3 separate regions of the Mus musculus genome follow, and regions 1 and 3 are each linked to region 2. The links are chromatin contacts, called in public HiChIP or PLAC-seq maps. All regions are on one chromosome and are shown on one strand. The core of a region is the stretch at or near the end of the contact, and the rest is flanking DNA. Distances in the headings are between cores, read along the strand shown. Region 1 overlaps Max (Max protein). Region 2 holds the start of AI463170 (expressed sequence AI463170). Region 3 overlaps Fntb (farnesyltransferase, CAAX box, beta).

Evidence for each region. HiChIP or PLAC-seq counts read pairs in DNA pulled down with a chosen protein or histone mark.
Region 1: a contact with region 2 is called in an H3K27ac HiChIP or PLAC-seq map of embryonic stem cells, with 5 read pairs. The contact joins the enhancer-like site here to the promoter of AI463170 in region 2.
Region 3: a contact with region 2 is called in an H3K27ac HiChIP or PLAC-seq map of embryonic stem cells, with 10 read pairs. The contact joins the enhancer-like site here to the promoter of AI463170 in region 2. A contact is called at or near these places in 1 of 39 promoter capture datasets (embryonic stem cells), 1 of 15 datasets of contacts at CTCF or cohesin (the NIH/3T3 cell line), 1 of 484 Hi-C or Micro-C datasets (embryonic stem cells) and 5 of 115 datasets of contacts at active chromatin or transcription factors (effector CD8 T cells, embryonic stem cells and pancreatic cancer cells).

Annotation. Positions count from the first base shown.
Region 1 is chr12:76,943,882-76,946,581 of GRCm38.p6, reverse strand. The region is part of intron 2 of Max (Max protein); the gene reads left to right. Among named protein-coding and RNA genes, the nearest start is that of Max, 17 kb to the left of the region's middle. Within about 2 kb of position 1,336, at least 9 of the 459 cell types and tissues checked have an H3K27ac peak or open chromatin away from gene starts, as enhancers often do. A contact at or near this core is called in embryonic stem cells, where this site is marked.
Region 2 is chr12:76,546,586-76,549,285 of GRCm38.p6, reverse strand. It overlaps AI463170 (expressed sequence AI463170), which reads left to right and starts at 1,361. Exons shown (of 3, transcript NR_046044.1): 1 at 1,361-1,584; 2 at 1,795-1,910; 3 at 2,115-2,314. All of the region lies in intron 1 of Plekhg3 (pleckstrin homology domain containing, family G (with RhoGef domain) member 3), which reads right to left.
Region 3 is chr12:76,873,583-76,876,282 of GRCm38.p6, reverse strand. Fntb (farnesyltransferase, CAAX box, beta) reads right to left here. Exons shown (of 12, transcript NM_145927.2): 4 at 1,160-1,251. Among named protein-coding and RNA genes, the nearest start is that of Gm46357, 7.1 kb to the right of the region's middle. Within about 2 kb of position 1,257, at least 23 of the 459 cell types and tissues checked have an H3K27ac peak or open chromatin away from gene starts, as enhancers often do. A contact at or near this core is called in embryonic stem cells, where this site is marked.

The DNA.
Region 1 (2,700 bases), core at 87-2,586, 400 kb before region 2:
TCCGGTCTCCACAGCGCTGAAATTACAGGGGTGTCCCACCTGGTCCCTATTTATTTATTTTACTAAGTATTAAAAATATCACACACACACTTGTGGTCACTGCAGTGCAGACTGATTGTGTGTGAGTGCTGTGGCTAATGTGGGACCACACCGAGTAGTGTAGTAAACTTTACTCCCTATGTTGCCCTTCAGTTTAATGTGACTGAAATGGTTGCCACCTTAAAGTAAACGTCAGACTTGTCTCATTTTTCTCCACTATAACCCATTTTTAAAATTTTTAACCCAGAGACTGTAGATGGGACTCCATAGGTGGAGAGCTTGCCTAACATGCCCGACATTCTGGGTTCCTTCCCCAGCATGGTGTGGTGGTGTGTACCAGGGTCAGCCTCAATTGGATGTGTTTGAGGCTACTATCCTGGGCTACATGAGAATCCCCACTCCTCATGCATAGAAATGATAACCTCTAAGAAGCAAGGACACCTATTGCTCTGCTCTGGTCTAGGCGTACTTGCTGTGGGTAAAGTGTTAATAGCTTGCTTCATTTACAGACCTTAGTTTTCCCCAAAAGATGAGTCATTCATGTTTAGCCATTGGGTTGTTTCTGTTGACCAGTTTGGGGTTTGTACACGTCTTAACATTTTATATCTAAAGTAGTGATGACCAGCATGATGTATTTGGCCATTCCCAAATACAGAGTACCTCTCAGGTGCTAAGTGAAGGCTGCTAGCCACTGGCTGTGCTCTGTGTTGCAAAGATACTTCCAGGAAGATGGCTTCCATCTCATTCTCTCTTTGTGCTTTCTGGAGTCTTTACCTAGAGTTTGACTGTCTCTCAGTTTCAACATCACTGAGCCTTAGAGGAAGACTAACTTAGTAGTCAAGAAACTAGTAATTGCTTTAAAATTTTATTTATTACCTTTGAAGGTAAATGCATGTTGTTCCTGTAGATCTGTTTCCTCTTGAGGAAACTATGTGCTGTACTTGTTCTTCATGGGCTGTTTGATGGGAAGTGCTGCGCCTTCTCTAAGGGTCCCAACAGCACAGTTAGCCCTTAAGGTTTGAAAAGAATCTTTGCAGGGTCTGTCATCTCTGCCACACCACAGTCAGCCAGGTCTGTCAAGAGCCTGAAAGCACAAAGCCTTTAAGAAATGGCACAGACTGCCGCCTCCCTTGCCCCCACTGATGGGTTCCATTTTAGAGTGAACTACTTAGAGGGCACTGGCATTTGTTGTGCACATTTGTAAATTTTCATTTCCAGAAAGTGGCTTAGTCAACAGAACTGTACCCCAGATTTGCCTGCCCCTCCCCCGCCTAAGGTTCTTCAAGGCAGGGACTTTGTAAAGCAGCCTGGCCTCAAGCTCCGCGTTCCTCCTCTGCCTCCCAAGCATTGGCGGTACAGCAAGTGTAATGGCCGCCAGCGAGCATCTGACTGCGGACTGGGGATGGGTGTAGCTGCTGGGCTTTAGGCCCTCTGGGAAGGGCAGAGGTGCTCCTGATGTTAATGATCTAGGCTTACTATGCCCTACCTTGCCTCTTACCTCTATTGTCTAAACTAATTTGGCTTTTTATATAAAAAGAGGTAAAGTGTGATAAGATAGAGAAGTAGAGATGTGGGGCTGTTGCTCTAACTTGTGTTGGGCAGCAGGTGGTAGCCGGAGGAAGACAGTGTTTGGAAGTTGGTTCTCTTTTACTGAGTCCCACCCACTGTGCCGGCTCACTGGCCCTGTCTGAAGGCTGACGCGTCTGTGTTGATGAACCTCAGGAATCACGGGAGCCTTGATTGTAGTTAGAATCACCTTCTTTGGAAGCCTTTGAGTCCTTTTGTGAAATTTCTGCCAAGACACATGAATAGGTTGCTGCTTTTAGAGAAAGGCATGTAGCCCTAGATGTGATTGACCTCCCCTCCGGCCACCTGCTGTCAAACCCGGAGTCCTCTCCATTGTACCTTGTATTTTTCCCCCTTTCTGGGTTTCTTACGAGGCAGCGCTATGGGAGTTGGCTGTTCGGGTTCTGAATCACCCAGCATTTCTTCTCTAGTAGGAGCCTGTTTAGTTCTCACCTGTGGAAAAGTGTTCTCTGATGTTGTTACTACTACAAGCTGGTGGTGGTTGTTACTGTTTGTGTGATTGATTTTGTGTCTCACTTTTTAACCAAAAAGACTGGTCTTCAGCCATTGCTTTTCTGCCCAAGCCTGTGCCTGTGTGGAAGTGGCTCACCATTGGGCCTTGACTCTACTTTGAGGAAACCACCTTCACTGGAGTTATCCTTGAAGGCAGATCAGTGGTTCTCCCCAAGGCCTGTCCTCATCTTTGGTTTTTCTCTCCATGGTAACTCTGTCTCTGAAAAAGTTCTCTTGACCTTTTAAAATTAGTGCTACAACTGCCTCTGTTCCTAAAACAAGAGAGTACCTGAGACTTAGGTCAAATTCTGACTATTGCCTACAAGGTAACTAACGTCTGTTAAGACAGAGCTTTGTGCATCAGTTCCCCAGACTGTGAGCTGCCGCTCGCTGTTTCTGTTCACTGGCTGTTCTTAGTCCTGTGTGTAAACATGGGTTTGCAAGAAGAACTGGTAAGGCTGCTCAGCATCTACCTTGGCTCTCCATGCTGCTGCGTGTATGTATAGAATAGCTAACCTTCTTAGTCCCTGCAGCCACAATTTGTCCTGCCCCACTACTCTGTCCCGCCTGTTCAGAAGAGGC
Region 2 (2,700 bases), core at 112-2,611:
CAAAGAAGAGATCCAAAGGGGGTCAGCAAAGCTGGATTCCCTTTAAAGGGAGAGCATCCAGGACAGCTGGAGCAGCAAGGCCTGGGAAGCAGGGCCTGGGAGCACCTGACTTGCTTTGTGAGAAAGGACAACCAGGGCAGATCTGGAGGATCAAGCAACAGAGACAGGTGGAAACAGGCCCCAGGTGATGAGATGGGAGAATATGCCCTCAAAAGGCACCACTTGAGACTCAGACTGCAGCTCAGGTGCCCACGGGGCCAAGATGTGTTTGAAAGGAAGGTAGAGACCCAGGACCTGCAGACATTCCACAGCTGATATCTAGGGAGTGAGGTAGGGAGTGAGGTGGGGGCTTGGGGGGAGTACCCCAGAGATCACTCCACAGAAAGGAGTTAAGATCTACCCCGACTCACGCACAGAGGGAAGATGCGTGACCCAAAAATCAAGGTGACTCGAAGCAATGTGTAAATTAGGTGTTTCAGGAAGGCAGGAAGAGCTGGGATGTTGTCCAGTTGCTAAAGTGCTTGCCTGAAGGAAAGATTGAGTTTGATAGCTAGTACTACATAAAAACCAGAGGTGGAAACAAAAGACTGGAGGTTCAAAGCTATTCTTAGCTACACAGGGAGTGTGTGTCCAGTTTGGGCTGTATGTGACCTTTCTAGAATGGGGTAGAGGTAGGGTTGAAAGGGACTGTAAGAGCCATCACCCAAACAGCTTAATGCAATTCCTCCTTACCTGAGGCTATTATCCAACAGGGACCACTGAGGTTCCAGTCTTAGCTGGAGGGGAATCTCCCTCTAGGAATAGGGGCTTATAGCTCTCATCTGGGCGGAGGAAGGGTCCATATGAATCTTAACATCAAAGGGATACCCCCCACCCCATCTTTTACCTTTCTTTCCCACACTTGTCAGAAGTGGGGGGTGAGGCTGCCAGCACGGTATCTCCCTCAGTCTTGGCTCCTTCCTAATTCTAAGCATGAGCCTCCAGGTACAGAAACAACCGTACAAGACACGCTCTCTCCTGGACTGATGTAGTTAAAACACCAACTTCCTCCTCCGTGGCTTCTCCACAATCCACCCCTACTTCTGCCCGGGCCTCCACCAGGACCATACGATCCTAGCCCAGAGGCTAGGGGAGTGGCTTTTCCAAGGCAGACCTTAGGGATTTGCACACAAGTGTAAATCCTCACAGACAGGCAGATCGTCAAATCCAGCGCCTCACCCTGCGGTGCCTGCCGCAGCTCTGAAAGCCACTCCACCCACAACACCTGCTCCCATCCCCCAGTCCCTCACACCCTGGCTAAGAGGCCTCAGCCAGACAGGCCTAAAGGAAACTCATCCAACCAGTTTCCAGCAGAGAGAGAGGAAACTTCTCCCTCAGCGAGGAGCACACAAAGACCAGAATTTCGACAGTTCCCTCACCTGTTACCAAACCCCAGAGGCTACAGAGTACACAGGGCACGGCAGCTCCGGTGGCAGTCCACTCCATGAAGAGGGAGGCCTTGACACACAAGAGAAAGAAGTAGTGAAGTCTGAGCAAGGATCTGCCCCCGGCTCCCTGCACCTGCCTCCTAGAGCTACACAGATGGTAGGTGCTGGCTCCACCCGGCCTGACACCCATTAGGGTATCCAGGACCCACTTGTTACCTCCCCTACCAATGGTGCCGCTTGATTTCATCTAGAACAATCAACATCACCACCCCCTGTGGATTCTGGGAAAAAGACACTGTTTTCCCATTATGCATGTGTGTATGTATGCGTGTATGGGGACAGTGTGATCACACAGGACCTTCTCTAGCCACCCATCCGTGAATGTTGAGAGAAGACCTCTGAAGTCCCCAAGCAAAGCACTCCAAAAGCCACAGAGCTGTCTGCGAGTCACATGGCCAAACCTACTGGAAGCACCCAGGCAAGGTAAATAGAAGTCACTTTTCTACACTGAACCCGGTGTGGTCCTCCATTTCTGAACCTCCAGGGGAGCCTCAAAAGCCCTGGGCCACAAGCCTGTGGCTGCTCATGTTCCCCAGAGGTTGCCAGGCGAGGTTCAGAGTCCCAGCTGCACCCCACTCAGCCACCCTTGGCCGGGTCTCAGAGGCTACCTACCGCTTTCCTCAAAAGGGCTCCCATCCCAACACAGAGAGCAGTCCCGGGAAGGTGGCCAGGGACTGGGGAGCGGCATTCTCTCCGGAGTTCGGCAGCCCAGCAGTTAACAGGCTCGGGCTGGGCAAGCAACGAACTGCCACCAACAACCTCGGGAATTAAAGCGCCCGCTGCCTCCTGCTGAAACCTCTTCAATAAACGGTCCTATTCAGAACCAGTTCCGCGTGTGGGTCACACTTGCTGCATTTCTCTCATTCCTGATTGCTGGGGGGCCTTAGCCATGAAAATGTACCTTCCCCGCAAAACTTAGAAGGCTCCGGATGGGGGAGGACCCAGGCCCCAGCCCCAGGAGGTAAGCACCTTGCAGAAGAAGACCACAAATCTCTCCAGAGATTAAGCACATGGGGTACTAAGTGCAGGAAGTCAAACACTGAAGACTCAAACAAAGCCAGATCAGTCAACAACACAACAATACTCCATTTGTGGGGCACCTCCCCCACTCAGGCCCTCGAAGCCTGAGGCTATTAACCCTTCGGTCCTCGAGGCTGCAAGTTGGAAGGTGGGACACAGGTGGACAGCAGAATTATCCCTGCTTTTCTGGTCA
Region 3 (2,700 bases), core at 8-2,507, 330 kb before region 2:
GCTGCTACCTTCTGCTGTGGGAAAACCAAACCTGGCTCAGGACACTTGCTTCCCAAACTCCTTGCCCTCCAGAGTACAAGGGAGTGGGGGCACACAGCCCAGAAGACACGCTCTCAGTAAACCCCTTAGATTCAGTTCCTGGCCGTCCTTTCCTAGGTCTGGTATTTTCAAGGTTGGGGGCAGGGTCAGTTTTTGTGTTTGTTTTTCTTAAAATACGACCCGTGATGAGCACGAGGTGCCACTTTACAAGCTGCACCTGCACCAGCAGTGTGGGGCACCGCTACGTTGCTCACATGTCTTGTCATCAATCAGAGGTCAATGAGACTGTGAGTCTCACACGGCACTGGTACCCAAGACAGTTACCCACCTAGTCCTGTGGAGAGCTGGCCTGTTCCCAGCCTTTACACCTCCATGGAGGTGTGTAAGGAAGGTAAGAGTGTTTTGATTCACAGTAGTACATGCTTTCCGTGGCGTTTCGTCATAACTGTCAGGCATGATGGTGAGGACTTCTTCTCAAAGGTCAAAGCCAGAGTACATGGGAGGCTGAGGCAGGAGGATCACTGTGAGTTGGAGGCCAGCTTGGTCTATAGAGTGAGTTCAAAGCAGCTACACACAGAGACTTTCCTTATCTGAGTAAATGGGGGTTTTTGTTTGGTTGGTTTTGGTGGGTTTTTTTGTTTGTTTGTTTTTACTGTTGTTTTGTTGGAGACAAGGTTTCTCCATGTAGCCCTGGCTGTATGTAGACCAGGCTGTCCTTCAGCTCACAGACATCTGCCTCCCAAGAGCTGGGATTAAAGGCCTGGACCGACACCACCTTGTCTTTAAAAAAATAAAATAAAATAAAAATAGAGGGGGAAGGTGGAGAGGGAGAGGAAAAGAGGGAGGGAGTAGAAGAGAGGGAGGGAGAGAAAGACGGAATGAAGAAAAAACATCCCAGACCTCCTCTGGAAGTTGAAAGAGTTGCTCTACCCACCAGTTTAGAGCAGAGCTTCTGTGTGGAGGAGTTTCCGGAAGTTGCTGGAGGTCAAGGGAAGGGCAAGGGTTTCTCTGTAACAAGGTTTTCTCCCCGTTTACATCAAATAAAACAGGAGCAAAAGGAATTCCAAATCCAGGACGCGATTCCAAAGTATACCCCAGGCTCCCCAAAGCCAGAACTCACTCTGTGGCCACTATCTGGGGGATGGGTTCGTCAAGGAGCTCCAGGCTGTGCAGGATCCAGTAGCAGAGCCAGGGGCGGCTGGCATCCAGACACTGAGGGGGACCGGGAGAAAACACACCCTTTAGTCAGTCGCTCCAAGGTCCTGTGACAAGGCTACATCTGTCTTAGTTCCTGAAGCCTAGCAAGGGGAGGAGGAGGCAGGCACTCTCGCTCCCTCGGACAACAATCAGCAAAAGAAGGGTGCTTTCATCTGTGACAACAGAACAACAGGGAACAAGTCTTAAACTCTTCTTAAGTCCCTGCTGCAGGAGTCCAAGCAAGGCTGAGCAGAGAACTTACACACAGGGCAGTTAACTGCTGCTGGTTTCCCTCTGCAGACAAGGAAACACATCTTCCTTCTCACAAGGACATTTCCTGAATTCACTCATTTACAGATTCAGCAAATATTTGGTATCTGCTTGTGCCAGACCTTAGACACTGGGGGCATGTCGATGTCAGAAACTGATTGTGAGTCTTGGGGTGCTCAGCACGTGGAATACTGACTGGCATGGCTATCTTAGAGAAAGACGCAGTAGACACATAAGCCTGAGTTACCCAGTGTCTTCCCGGAACGAGGTTAGCAAAGCACCTGTTAGGTGCTCGGAGGACCCGGAGAAAGATGAGTGTGTCTGGAGACAGGGCAAAGGCTTCTGGAGGTGATGCGTGCACAGACCTTGATCCTAATTCAAGTCAAACATGACAGCTGAGCAGCCCGTGCTCCACAGGGCAGGTGGTACCAGTTACAGGTTCTATATGTTTAAAGTACATCAACAAGGTCTGGGGAGACTCATTTTCTCCAGGTTATAAAAGAAGTAAATGCCAGAGTTGGGGTGTCGGCTGTGTTACCCGGGTTACCTATGCTAGGCTTGGAAAACCCCTACACACACACACACACACATCAAACATCGAACTCTGAAATAAAAGTCAATTAAAGGCAGTGCTATCCTTTGTAAAGGGAGGCAGGGAGATGGGAGCCCTCCCTGCTGGTCACAGCCTTTTCTACCCCCACACGGCTCTTAGGCCCTTCCATCATCTCATGGCTCTTAGGATCATGCTTTAAGATTTACTCTGTTTAGTGCCCTCTGGGATTCAAGTCCTGGTCCTCTGGCCAAACTGACTTTGATCTCCAAGTAAAGGGAGTCAGGAGAAAGCAGGCTGTGATCAAATAATGAAGGACAGGCCTAGCCCATCTAGAATGTTCCACTAGCTCTGGGGGTCTAGGGGCTGACAAAACTGGAGAAGATTTTGTTTTGTTTTGTTGGTTTGGTTGTTTTTTTGGTTTTTTTTTTTTTGTTTTGTTTTGTTTTTGTTTTTTTGAGACAGGGTTTCTCTGTGTAGCCCTGGCTATCCTGGAACTCGCTCTGTAGACCAGGCTGGCCTCAACCTCATAGAGATCTGCCCTCCTGTCTCCTCCTCCTGAGCGCTGGGTCTAAAGGCATGTGCCGTCACCTCTTAGCTGGAGAAGCCTTTCTTTAGCCCATAAGTAGAGCATCAGCTCTGAA